Linked DNA regions of Oryctolagus cuniculus: region 1 is linked to region 2. Evidence: chromatin contacts called from public Micro-C data. All regions are on one chromosome and are shown on one strand. The core of a region is the stretch at or near the end of the contact, and the rest is flanking DNA. Distances in the headings are between cores, read along the strand shown.

Evidence for each region. A called contact is a pair of places that touch in the nucleus more often than the background predicts.
Region 1: a contact with region 2 is called in a Micro-C map of ear pinna, with 2.8 times the contacts expected there. The contact joins the enhancer-like site here to the promoter of IL17RD in region 2. A contact is called at or near these places in 2 of 6 Hi-C or Micro-C datasets (ear pinna and an unstated tissue).

What each region holds. Positions count from the first base shown.
Region 1 is chr10:92,801,977-92,807,803 of mOryCun1.1, forward strand. IL17RD (interleukin 17 receptor D) reads left to right here. Exons shown (of 13, transcript XM_017343892.3): 8 at 176-241; 9 at 1,215-1,269; 10 at 1,771-1,881; 11 at 2,933-3,117. Among named protein-coding and RNA genes, the nearest start is that of ARHGEF3, 11 kb to the right of the region's middle. Within about 2 kb of position 1,830, at least 1 of the 8 cell types and tissues checked has an H3K27ac peak or open chromatin away from gene starts, as enhancers often do. A contact at or near this core is called in ear pinna, where this site is marked.
Region 2 is chr10:92,744,368-92,750,656 of mOryCun1.1, forward strand. It overlaps IL17RD (interleukin 17 receptor D), which reads left to right and starts at 1,886. Exons shown (of 13, transcript XM_017343892.3): 1 at 1,886-2,098. The coding sequence starts at 1,973.

The DNA of each region.
Region 1 (5,827 bases), core at 580-3,079, 58 kb after region 2:
TTATCCTGGAGAAGTTCAGATAAGATGTGGTAGTTCAATACAGTTACTCCCCATCTAATCACATCGTGGGCTAAGGGCGACTGACGCTGATGGCAGGTCTGCTTCAGCTCCAGAGGAGAAGCCCTGGTGACCTTCAGAGAAGAGAACTGTGAAATTGTTGTTTGCTTCTTTGCAGGAACAAAATACAGAGACAACCAGCTGCCTCCTTCAGAATGTTTCTCCAGGGGATTATATCATTGAGGTATGCAGATATATATAGAACTCAAGAAAGCCTTATTAATTTCACTGAACATATCCACTTCATGTAGAATGCTGTTTTCAACACGAACAGTCCAAGCCATGAATATGTGCACAGTTGTGCGCTTTCATGGTTTTCCATACTTTTTAAAAGAGTTTAGACATAATCGATACTTCATCTTTTCATTAAATATTTCAGGTAACTGTGGAACCACATACTCCCTATAATCCATTATTTAAATTTTCTATATTGTATTCCTTCAACTACAAAGATAACTTTTTAAAATTTTAGCTTTAAAAATGTTGTGTTTTAGTATTAGAATAGCAAAACAGAGTCATGTCCTCCTAGACTTCTCCAGGATTTCTCTTGCTGTTCTTTGCACCATGGCAAAAATCATACAAATATGATTCTTCTCCTTTCTGTGATGACTTTTCCTGTGTCAGGCTGGGGCCTCAAATCTTGGAGTAGAAGGAAAATAGAAAAGAAAGTTCAGAGTTGGTCCATGGCCCCACTATATCATAGACATCCAATGTGTCTTCACATTTTGGTAGAAACAGCTACTTCTTGCATTCCCTGGCAGCAGTGTGTGCCTTTGGATAGACACACCTTCTGCAAGCACGCCCATTGAAGTCAGTGGGAGGAGTGCCAGTTTAACTGAGGATTGTTAGAATGTGGGACTCGCTGGCTGCATTCTTCAGTGCATAAACAACCTTTGGATTCATGAAAGGAAACCTGATGGAGTTTCCAGTTTTGAGCTGGCGAAGTGGAGATGAGCTGTCTCTGCCTGGTAAATGAACATGGGCTCTAGCCTCGCTGTTAGCTCAGCCGTTCTCCTCCATGGTGTCCCACTGACCCCTCACTTCCCACTAAAGGAAAACAAGTGAAACTGTCATTTCCCCCCATTTTCTGGTAGACATAATTTGTTGAGGTGCTATCCCTTTGAAGAAGAAATAACACAGCATCCTCTGTTTTGCAGCTGGTAGATGACACTAACACAACAAGAAAAGTGATGCATTATGCCCTAAAGCCAGGTAAGAGTCGTTCTGCTTGAAATGTTGGCTCTCCCCTGCGTGCTCACCGAGGTATCTGCTGCTTTCTGTACTTGATGATTTATAAAAACAAAGTCGGCTCCTCTCTCTTAAATGATGTTCCATCAAATCTGACTTTCCTTCCACCCTGGTGTTGATGCCTGGAAGATCAAAGCCAGCATGGTGTGTGTGGCTGGAAACCAAATAAATAGTCAATTGTCCTTGGAAGAAAAGTGGGAGGAGAGGTTTCCTCACTCCGAGGTATTTACAGTGCCAGCAGACTCTTGACTGGTGAATCATTGCCTGCAATCCTTTAAAAATGAGCTGCTGAATCCTTTGAAAGTTGCCACATCAGCTCTCTGAGAAAGGTGGTAATGGGGTCCCAGATAACCTGTCATGTGGCTTATGCTTGAAAAGAAACAAACAAAAAAAGTAGTTATCTTTGAATGTGTTCTGATACTGAAGTCTAAAAATGGTTTTTCTCCCCCCTCTGAAATCTCCCAGTGCACTCCCCGTGGGCAGGGCCCATCAGGGCGGTGGCCATTACAGTGCCCCTGGTCGTCATTTCGGCATTTGCAACCCTCTTCACTGTGATGTGCCGCAAGAAGCAACAAGGTATCTCTTTGTGTGTCTGCCGCACTCCCTCTCCTGCCCGCCCCTCCTCCCCGCCCCAGAAGGCGCAGGCCTGGGCCTTTGCCAGCACAGTGAGACTGGGGGCTCCTGGTTCCTTTAGAACTCTGGTTAGTTCCCTGGCTGCTGTGCTTCCCTAGATCCAAATATTTGGCTTTCTACCCTCAGGAACCACTGAAGGGACAGGCATGATTCTATTCTCCAGCTCAGCATAATACATTGAAAGGCCTAAAGGACCTCTCAGGTGTCAAAAAAGAGCCTTGCGAGGGAGCTGGGTGGGGGTCACCCAGGTGTCTACTTATCATAAAACCCACCACAAGGTGACCTGAAGGTTCGGGCACTTCACCTTTGTAAGTTAGACCCCAATAAAAACTTTAGGCACCCTGCTGATGCCTAGTCACAGGAGGTGCACCTGGCACTGCTGGCTGCCAACCCGTGTGTCCTGTGCTGCATTTCTCAGCTTGTCCAAGGTCAGTTGGAGGATAGGAGCAATTTTTGACTATTGGCTTCACTGCAGAAACCAGCTGTCCCATTCACCATGGTGACCCAAGGTGCGACAGAACTGGGGGCTTAGGGCTGCTCCAGGCAGATGTGTCCCCTGCTCTTTTTTTTTTTTTTTTTTTTACAGGCAGAGTTAGACAGAGAAGAGAAAGAGACAGAGAAAGGTCTTCCTTCCGTTGGTTCACCCCACAAATGGCCGCTACGGCCAGCATGCTGCGCCAATCTGAAGCCAGGAGCCAGGCGCTTCCTCCTGGTCTCCCATGCAGGTTCAGGGCCCAAGCACTTGGGCCATCCTCCCTGCCTTCCCGGGCCACAGCAGAGAGCTGGACTGGAAGAGGAGCAACCGGGACAGAATCTGGCCCCCCAACCAGGACTAGAACCCAGGGTTGCTGACACCACAGGCAGAGGATTAGCCTAGTAAGCCGTGACGCCGGCCCCCTGCTCTTTCTTGAAGATAGCACGGGATTCCTAGTGTTAGGGAACAGGACAAAGTGTTGCTCGCAGATAGCTATCAGCCCTTTCTTTTCTCATCTAGAAAACATATATTCACATTTGGATGAGGAGAGCTCAGAGTCCTCGACGTATACCACGGCTCTCCCCAGAGAGCGGCTCTGGCCGCGGCCGAAGGTCTTCCTCTGCTACTCCAGTAAAGACGGCCAGAATCACATGAATGTTGTCCAGTGTTTCGCCTACTTTCTCCAGGACTTCTGTGGCTGTGAGGTGCGGAATCTGAAGTCACTTCTTTCACTCTGGTACTCTGCTTGCTGCCCTCGCCTCTCCTCCAGGCTGGTTACTGTGACACCTGACCTTGACGACTGCCACCATTTGCAAATTGGAGATCCCTCCCTTTTTTTTTTTTATTTGAAGATTTATTTTGTTTATTTGAAAGGCAGAGTTGCAGAGAAACAGAGAGATACTCTGTCTACTGATTCCCTACCCAAATGGCTGCTATAGCCAAGACTGGGCCAGGCTGAAGCCAGGAGCTTCTTCCAGGTCTCCTATATGGGAGCAGGAGCCAAGCATGTGGGCCCTCCTCTGCTGCTTTCCCAGGCACATCAGCAGGGTACTGGATCAGAAGTGGAGCAGTCAGGATTCAAGCTGGTACTCACATGGGATGCTGGCAATGCAGGTGGCAGCTTTACCTGCTGCACCACAGCACCAGCCCTGGAGATAGTCTGGTACTCATCCAGGCTGCCCTGCCATCACCAGCACTAAATGTCATAACACTTGACCATGCCTGCTTAAAAGCCTTGAGTGGCACCCATGTGGCAGAAAGTAGCATACTGCAGCTGCCACAGGAATATGCAGCTGGCACGGGAGTCACTCAAGACATCCCAGTGAGTGTTGTAGGGTCAGAGAGTGACGAGTAAAGCAGTGAGTTTAGACAGTTCTTTGCTAAGGAGGGGAATGCGGAATGGGGCCACCATTGGAGGGAAGGTGAGGTTGTTTGGCCATTGACTGGTGTAAAGGAATGGAATGGGAGAAACTGGCCATGCGGGGGGAGGGCAGTGGGCAGAGAGAACCAGGGGTAGGAAGGAGGTGCCTTCAGACAGCAGTACTGTGTCAAAGGCCCAAATTGTCTGCTCTGGTTTCTCAGTTGCTTTCTTAAGCTGTTAATATATAACTTTTCTATGATGTCATAATGTTAATTTTTAGAGTGGAGTCTGAAAGGCACACACCCTGTTTCTTAAAAATGCACTAACTGTTCAGTAATTTAATTGGGAGTTAATTTGTGAGGTGAAAACGCCTAGTGGTGGCTCTGAGAATCCCTCCGTGGGGCGACGCTGCCCCCTGGTGTCAACAAAGCATCGTTACAAGGCTAGCCCGGCTTCCGTCTGTGAGAAAGCACTGACCTTGGCAGATCAGCACCCACTGGAACAACTGCAGACTGCAGGGGGTGGCACGCACTGTCTTCACATACCACGGATGGGCCCAGTGTGTTCTGTTTTGCAAGTAATTAGCCTCTGGGGGAAACTGTCTTAACATTTCTGAGTGTAGTGTTTACTGTAGAAAATGTAGAAACCAGAACCGGATGACAGATTTAAAAATTGCCTGTAATACCAACCTGGAGAAAGAAGAACCACAGTTAATATTTGTTGCACTCTCATCCAGCCTTTCTCTGCATGGACGAACCTACACATACAGTTTTGCTTTGTGGGCAGATTGGAGCTATTCTCTTTACTTAATACTTTTTCTCCACTATTAGCAGTTCTTCATAAACTGTAATTTTAAACAGCAGGGTAAAATCAATAATATTGATTCACCAAAACTGAGTTAATTCAAGTTGTTAAACATCTTAGTAGTTCAGTAGTGCTCTTTTTCTGATGATTTATTAAGGAAAGATGCCTGAAAATAGAATTGCTGGGTCAAAGATTGGAACAGTTTTTAAGTGTTTCATCTATATAAACTTCACAAAATTTGTGGACAATGAAATTCAAGAGGTAAGTTTCATTTGTTGCAAAACAATTTTGAAATCCATGCAAATTAAGAAAAAGTATGCAGGGCTTTCATAAATTTTTTGCACCAAAGTAAACTTACTTTTATTTCATTTTCCATGAACTTCTTTTTTTAAAAAGATTTGTATTATTTGGAAGTCAGAGTTACAGGGAGAGGCATAGACAGAGAGAGAGGGGCCTTTTATCCCCTGGTTCACTCCCCAAATGGCTGCAACTACCAGGCCTGGACCAGACCAAAGCCAGAAGCCAGGACACCCATTTGGGTCTCCCACTTGTGTGCAGGGGCCCAAGGACTTGGACCATCTTCTGCTGCTTCCCCAGGCACATTAGCAGGGAGATAGATAGAAAGAGGAGCAGCTAGAACTCAAATTGAACTCATGTGAGTACCCAGCGCAGCAGGTGGTGGCTTTACCCCACTACACCACAGTGCTGGCCCCTCAATAAACTTTTGGAAGTGCCCTTGCATAAGGTGACTCAGGATTATTTTCAACAAATGGATGTATATTAGGGACTATCTTACCCTGGGTAACATCTTAGAGTGAAAGAAGGGAACAAAGTCATTTCAGCATGCCCTTCTTCTGTGAGGGACTGTGGCGGCCATGTTTGGTCATGGCCATGGGGAAGTAGTTTCTAAACTACAGAAGAAAAGATGCCAACACAATAAGCAAGAAGTGTTGGGAGCAGAATCAGATGAAAGGGGCCTGAGAAGGTGAAACCCCCTGAGAGATCACAAGTGCCTACTTCCCACCCCTTTGTCAGGGACTCCCCCACCCAGCGTCCCTCCCAGATCTTCCCTTTGGGTTGAAGGGCTTGTACCTTGGGAATGCTAATGACCTCACAGGACGCTAAAATAAGCTGTGGGAAGCATGCCCTTGAGAGGCCTGGTGTGTGACCATCAGTGGAATAGTAGCTGTTCCCTGGTGCCCAGTAACCCAGAGCCTGCACAGTCATGCTTACAATGGTTCAGGGACCCG
Region 2 (6,289 bases), core at 636-3,135:
GTGGAGCCCTGAGGGACAGTGCTGGAGTCCTGTCTTAGCAGCAGCTGAACTCGGGCCAGGACAGACCAGGAGAGGGAGGGAATTCTGGGTGCTGGGAAGGGGGTCATGTGGAGGGAGCTGCCTTGGAGGACAGAGGTGACCGGCTCCCAGGTTTACCGAGATAGGAAGGCCAAGGTGGAGCCAAGCAGGGAGGAGGGAGATCAGTGTAGCTGGGGCCGATGGTAAAGGCAGAAAGGGAAGAGATGATGTGGGAGAAAAGAAGACCAATATGGATTTCATTGTAAAAGCCTTTAAAAAATGTTTTGCTGTAATTTATTTTCATTTTTTGTTTGAGAGACAGAGATAGACACAGAGAGAATTTCCATCTGTTAGTTCATTATCCAAATATAGGCAACCCCTGGAGCTGGGCCAGACCCAATCCAGGTCTTCCATGCAGTTGGCAGGGACCCAAGTACTCGAGCCGTTTTCTACTGCTCCCTAGAGTGTACGTTAGCAGGAAGCTGGAATTGGAAGCAGAGCCAGGACTTGAACCCAGGCACTCTGATATGGGATGTGGATGTCCTGAGCAGTGATTTTTTTCCTAAGATTATTTATTTGAAAGAGCTACAGAAAGGGGGGGGGGGGGAGAGCTCTTTCTGCCACTGGTTCACTCCCAGATGACTGCAATGGCCAGGCCTGGGCCAGGCTGAAGCCAGGAGCCAGGAGCCAGACACTTTGTCCAGATCCACATGGGTGGTGGATCTCAAACACTTGGGCCATCCTCCGCTGATTTTCCAGGCCATTAGCAGGGAGCTGGATTAGAAATGGAGCAGCCAAGATCAAACTGGCACCTAAATGGGATGCTTTACCCGCTACACCCCGATGCCAGCTCCCTGAGCAAGGTCTTATCTGTGGCCTTTTGATTAGAAGCTGTCACAGAGAGTTTTACCCAGAAGTCAGTGGTCTGATTTGCCTCTTTGGTGGATCATTATGGATCCTGGGAAGAGAAATGAGTATTGTCTATAAGCATAAGCGTGGAAGTGGGAAAAGCCCTCAGGAAACTCAGTGGAGCAGGGGGAGGCAGCCTGGACGAGGGAGAAGGCGACAGAGAGGGTGGAGGTGGTGGACACTAGGGCAGGAGAGGGAAGGCGGAGGTGGGAATTTTGACTGCTCCACCCCTCCGATCCTCAGCTGCGTCTTGCAAATAGAGGTGGTACCCTCTTCACCAAGATCAGTCTGACCAGGGTCGTGCTTAGGAACATTGCTTTTGGTCAGTTTGGGGTTTGAATCTCAGGTCTGGCAGGTATCAGCTGTGTGACCCTGTCCAAGTCCATTAATGACCGACTTGAGACTTACTGAGCGCGCTTGCTATGTGCTAACCAACAGAATCCCCCCTTAGAGGAGGACATACTCATTATTTTAGCTCATCAGAGAAGAAACCATACCGTGCAGAAAGCGAGTCATTTGTCGAAGTCCCAGAAGTAAATGGCAACTCAGGATTTCTCTGTCACGTTAGGCTAAAATTTCTGCACCTAAAACGCGGACAATACTGATGCTTCCCTGTGTGGTTGGGAGGTACCCGGCACGTGGCAGGTGCTTATGAAGTTATTATTAAAGTTATCATGATATTTCTGTGTTTTCTCGAGTTTTAGCATGGAGCAGGCGTTGGACAAAGCGTTTGGATTTAGAAGCAAAAAAAAAAAAAAAGATCTCTTTGGTCTAAGAGGGGAAAACTTGCAGCCTCGGGTCTCTGCGGTTACTCGGGAGTGACCAGAGGGGCGGGGTCAAGACCCGAGGGCCTGGGTTGAGGGGCGGGGCCATGTCGCCAGAACTGAAGCTAGGGGCGGGGCCCAAATGGAAGGGGCGGGGCGAGGGCCGGAGCGCATGCTCGGTACGAGCCTCACCACGGCCGCCGCTGCTACCGCCCACTCGGGGCTGGCCAGCTGCTGGCGGCCGGGGCTCAGAGAGGGCCCGGCAGGGCAAGCGCACGGCCATGGCCCCGTGGCTGCAGCTCTGCTCCGTCTTCTTCACTGTCAACGCCTGCCTCAACGGCTCGCAGCTGGCCGTGGCCGCGGGCGGCTCCGGCCGCACTCGGGGCGCAGACACCTGTGGCTGGAGGGTAAGGCGCGCGCGGCGGGTTTCACCCGAGTTTGGCGCGGGGCGCGCCGCGAGGCAGGGGCGCAGTGCACACAGGTGCTGGCGGGCGGGCGCGCCCTACTTGCTGCCCGGGAGCTGCAGCTGGGCCGGGGTCTCCGACCTCTTCGCTCCCATCCGCCCGGCTTCCCCATCTGGGTCGCGCGTCCGCAGGCGCCGGCCGGGAGCAGAGGGGCCGCCCGACCCCCGGCTTTGTGTTGCGGGAGACGCGCGGCTGCCGGCCGGGGTCCGATTCCGGGGGCGGTGGGCCCCGCAGGGGAGTGCCCCCCACCCTTTGTTCGCGGCCCCGCGGACTGCGCTTCCCAGGCTGCATCCTTGAGGCGCCCGGACGCGGGACTCTTTGGCGTGGGAGGAGTGGGGTCTCCCCGGTGCTACTAACACCAGTGTGCAGAGGCCCGGGCCGGCCGGGGAGCAGACCCGGAGCGCGGGGAAGGATGCGCCCCCGCTCGCGATCGCTTTGTTCCATCTCGGCTGCGGCCGTCACATCACTCCCACTCCACTCCGGACTCCCGACTTGCTGAGAAACTCTTGCTTCCCCGCCCAGCCTTTCTTAGGTCTCACGGGTGCTCCCCAACTTTCCCTGCTCTCAAAACTCGAGTTGCGATTACTTTTCGTGTCTAGGGAGCGGCCGGCGTGAGTTTGTCACCTCCGTCAGGTGCCCGGGAGGAGCGTGGAGATATGTCCAGACTTATCCGGGCGCTTGGAGAGGTCTCTCCAGGACCCGGCGCTTGGGGGCCCCAGGAGCTGTGCGCGCTGACGAGGCCAGCCCACTGCCTCCTCTCGGGATCCCCGCCAGCGCGTGTGGACTTGGGGGGAATCCTCCCGTCCTCCCCCGCCCCGTGCCTCCCACCGAAGGCCAGGTCGGCGTGGCTGGGGACACTCAAGACTAACTTTGTGGAGAGAAGGAGGGCTTTGTGCTCAGCAGCCGGGGACGTGACCGGGGCTCTGCCGGACCTGGGCAGCCGCTACCCTCAGTTTCTTCATCTGGAAAATGGGGCTTTCCTAGTTTCTTCGTCATTGCTGCCAAGGGATGGGTATTTGGTAGTTGGTTTAGGCCAAGGTTGACCCCGCTCTAAAGAGAGGCGCCAAACATGACCCGGATGGACCTAGGACGGGACGCACCTTGGGCTGGGGCCTCCACTCGTGGTGCAGAGAAGCAGTGCAGACAGTCCAGCAGAAGCCAGGCAGCTGGGGCGTCATCAGACCCAGCAGCGCCCTCTGGTCAGCCATACCTGCCCCTGTCCCCCAAGAGTGAATATTCCCTTTGGCTCCCTGGCCCCTTGCCAGTTGAGTAAAACATTACATTTTATTACTCTGTTCCAGCAAGTAAAACATCACAGTTTTGCTTTTTTTTTTTTTTAATTAACAAACAATAGATAGCAAGCTTCCTTAGGACTTTGTCATGTTGACTGATTCTGCTAAAATTGTGGCCCTAATTGATGCTGGCTTTCACCTGTCAGCAGCATCCCAGGCAGATCTGTCCAGGATGCTGGTTTCTCTCTGGTGCTGTCTCGCCCCAGTGCACAAAGCTGGTGACGTGGCCGTGCTGTGAAGGAGCTGCGTGGTTTTGTTCTCTCTGCCTGTGGACTGTGTCCCCTCCCTCAGACCTCATCCCCTCAGAATTTAACTGTGGCCCCTGTCCCAGTCCACTCCCATGCGTGCTGACCTCTTTTTCCCGTCACAGCCCATGGCTGACGGTGACCTGCTCACCAGCCTTGGTCCCACCAGTCCTCTCTTTGGGTCATCTTCAGCTCCTTCCTGGATGACCATGGAGACGTCCCAGCTGTGTCCCAGGTTCCAGGCTCTTCCCAGCCTGGTGCTTGGCTCCTTGCCTGCTGGCACCGCCTGCTGGTGCATCTCATGGACTCAGCTCACCCATCTGTTTTGCACACCCCCCCTTTCCAGCCTCAGCACTCCCACCTGGCTCCCTAATTCCTGATGCCCTTAGTGCAAGGCATACCCCCCCCCCAAAAAAAAGCCCATCTGCTGTGTCCAAGATTCAGCTCAGATGCTGCCTCTTTGGGGAAGCCCTCCCAGAATGCCATGCCCTTTGCTTCGCATTCTCACGCAGGTCCTTGCACCTGGATTTTCAGCAGGCTGCACTGTGAGCATTTATTCACTCCCATCTTTAGGCTGTTGTATGTCTGGCTGGGCGCTGAGCCTCATCGTGGTGGCCTGAGCCTGGAGCCCTGTAAATCTCAGCTGAACCCCATTGGGCCCTGCCGTCTTCCTGCGCAGTGCTGTAGTGAGAGCTGGTGAGGTGTGAGGGAGAGCAGAGCACTGCACTCCAGTTGTCCATCTTTGAGCAACAGGCCTTTGCACATGCTTTTCCTGCCTTTGTTTCTTTTCTGTGCACCTTCCCTGCCCCCACCTCCCCAGAAGGTGCGTGTCAGGGAGCTGTGTACCGCGACGTGGGTATTGATGCATGTCCGGGTCCACTACCAGTTAGTAGGTTCTCCGTTCACAGATGTTGGCCTCAACTCTGAGGTTGTGTGCACTGTAGTCAGGGCTGCTGGGAGCATACAGGGATCCATCATACAAACAAACTCGACGCAAACAGGAGAGGGCTGGCTGTGGGTCTGGGTTTCATCCAGAACCCGAGAGGAAGGTAGCCGGGTGCGGATGAGAGCCGTGAAGGAGGGACAGGATCTGGCTGTGGAGAGAAGCTGAACCAGTGACCCCCTGCTCTCCAGGGAGCATCAGTTCAGGACCCCTTGCCCCTGCAGGGCTGTGTACTTTCCCAGGACGTGCGAGGTGACGACAGCCAGCCAGCCAGCCCTCGGCATCTCTGCTAACAGACGCTTGGGGCTGCTCTCAGAGGAGCGGGGAGCTGGCCTGGTTTGAGTGGTCAGATTTCACAACCTCCCCATTATTAGCAGGGCAATTAAGAGCTGATACCATCTTGAACACAGCTCAGTGTTTTGGAAATGAGTTGTGGGCACACTTCCGCAACCACCACTTAGAAAAAGCCTGTGCTGGCCCTTGCCAGATGAAGTTGCTCTTTGAGTAGCAAATAATGCTCCTGGAGAAGTAACAATTTGTAAAACCTGCAGGGGTGGGGGGCATGCTGCCTGTTAGCTCTTGCAGCGGTTTCCGGGGTGATGGGAAATTTGCTTGTGTGGGTAGCTGCTTCTGAGGTCCCCCCCCCCCAGCTGGATGAGAAGCCTATTTATGGAACAAGACCTTAGGAATTCACTCCCACAGGTTTTTATTTAGTGGCATTTCCTGTGTGGGGGAAGGAGGGGGGCATTTCTTACCTCCTTCTCTATATGGGGTACATCTTCTGTGGTCTGGTGTCCCCGAAGCACAGTTTTTACTAGTCCCCCCCACACCCCCAGGCTGCTCCCTTAGGAATTCAGGAAGCCAGGATGCTGGCATGGCCTTGACAGTGATGTGCAAGTTTCCCATTTAAGGCATCCTTCATCTCGAAAGGTAGGAAGGAATAGGGTGGTACTTGGACAAAAAGAAGTTCCAGCTGGTTAAAATTTAGGTTCCTGATAAAAGTCCAATCCAAGAATTCTCCTTGGCTGCGCGCCCAGCCGTGTTTATTTGATTCGGAATTGGATGCGTTTTCATTCACTTGCAGCTCATGGCTCCCAAGCCCACATCTGGTGTGTCTGTCTCGTGGACATATCGTCCATGTTGCAGATGCTGTCATGGCCCTCACAGGATCATGGTTAAAAATTATTCAGCCCGGTCGACACATTTTTCAGAGAGACGTTTTTATAAGAATTGCAGTGCTTTCTCGCAGCCTGTTTTGCCTCGTTAATTGGGAACCTTCCTGGCTGGTGTCCATCTTTCTCTTCTCTCCCCAGCCTGGCCAGCTGGCCAGCCGGCCGCTGGCGAGCCCCTGCAGCGCCTGGGGCATTGTGCTGGTTATTGACTGGAGGACACAGCTGAGCGAGCAGACCGGCAGTGCCCCCTCTGCGCCCCTCGCCCAGCCCCACTTTTGTACCTTTCCCTTGTAAGTATGAATGGCTTCTTGAGCTTGTTAAAATGCAGATTCCAGGCCAGCGGGCCCTGGGGCGGAAGTGGGGTGGAACCCTGGAATTGGCATTTGAGCAAGCTCCCCACAGCTTCTGATGTCTTAGGAGACCGGGCTTCCACCATCCAGAGAAGGGGGCGAGAAGGCTCGTCTACACAGTCGAAATCAGGG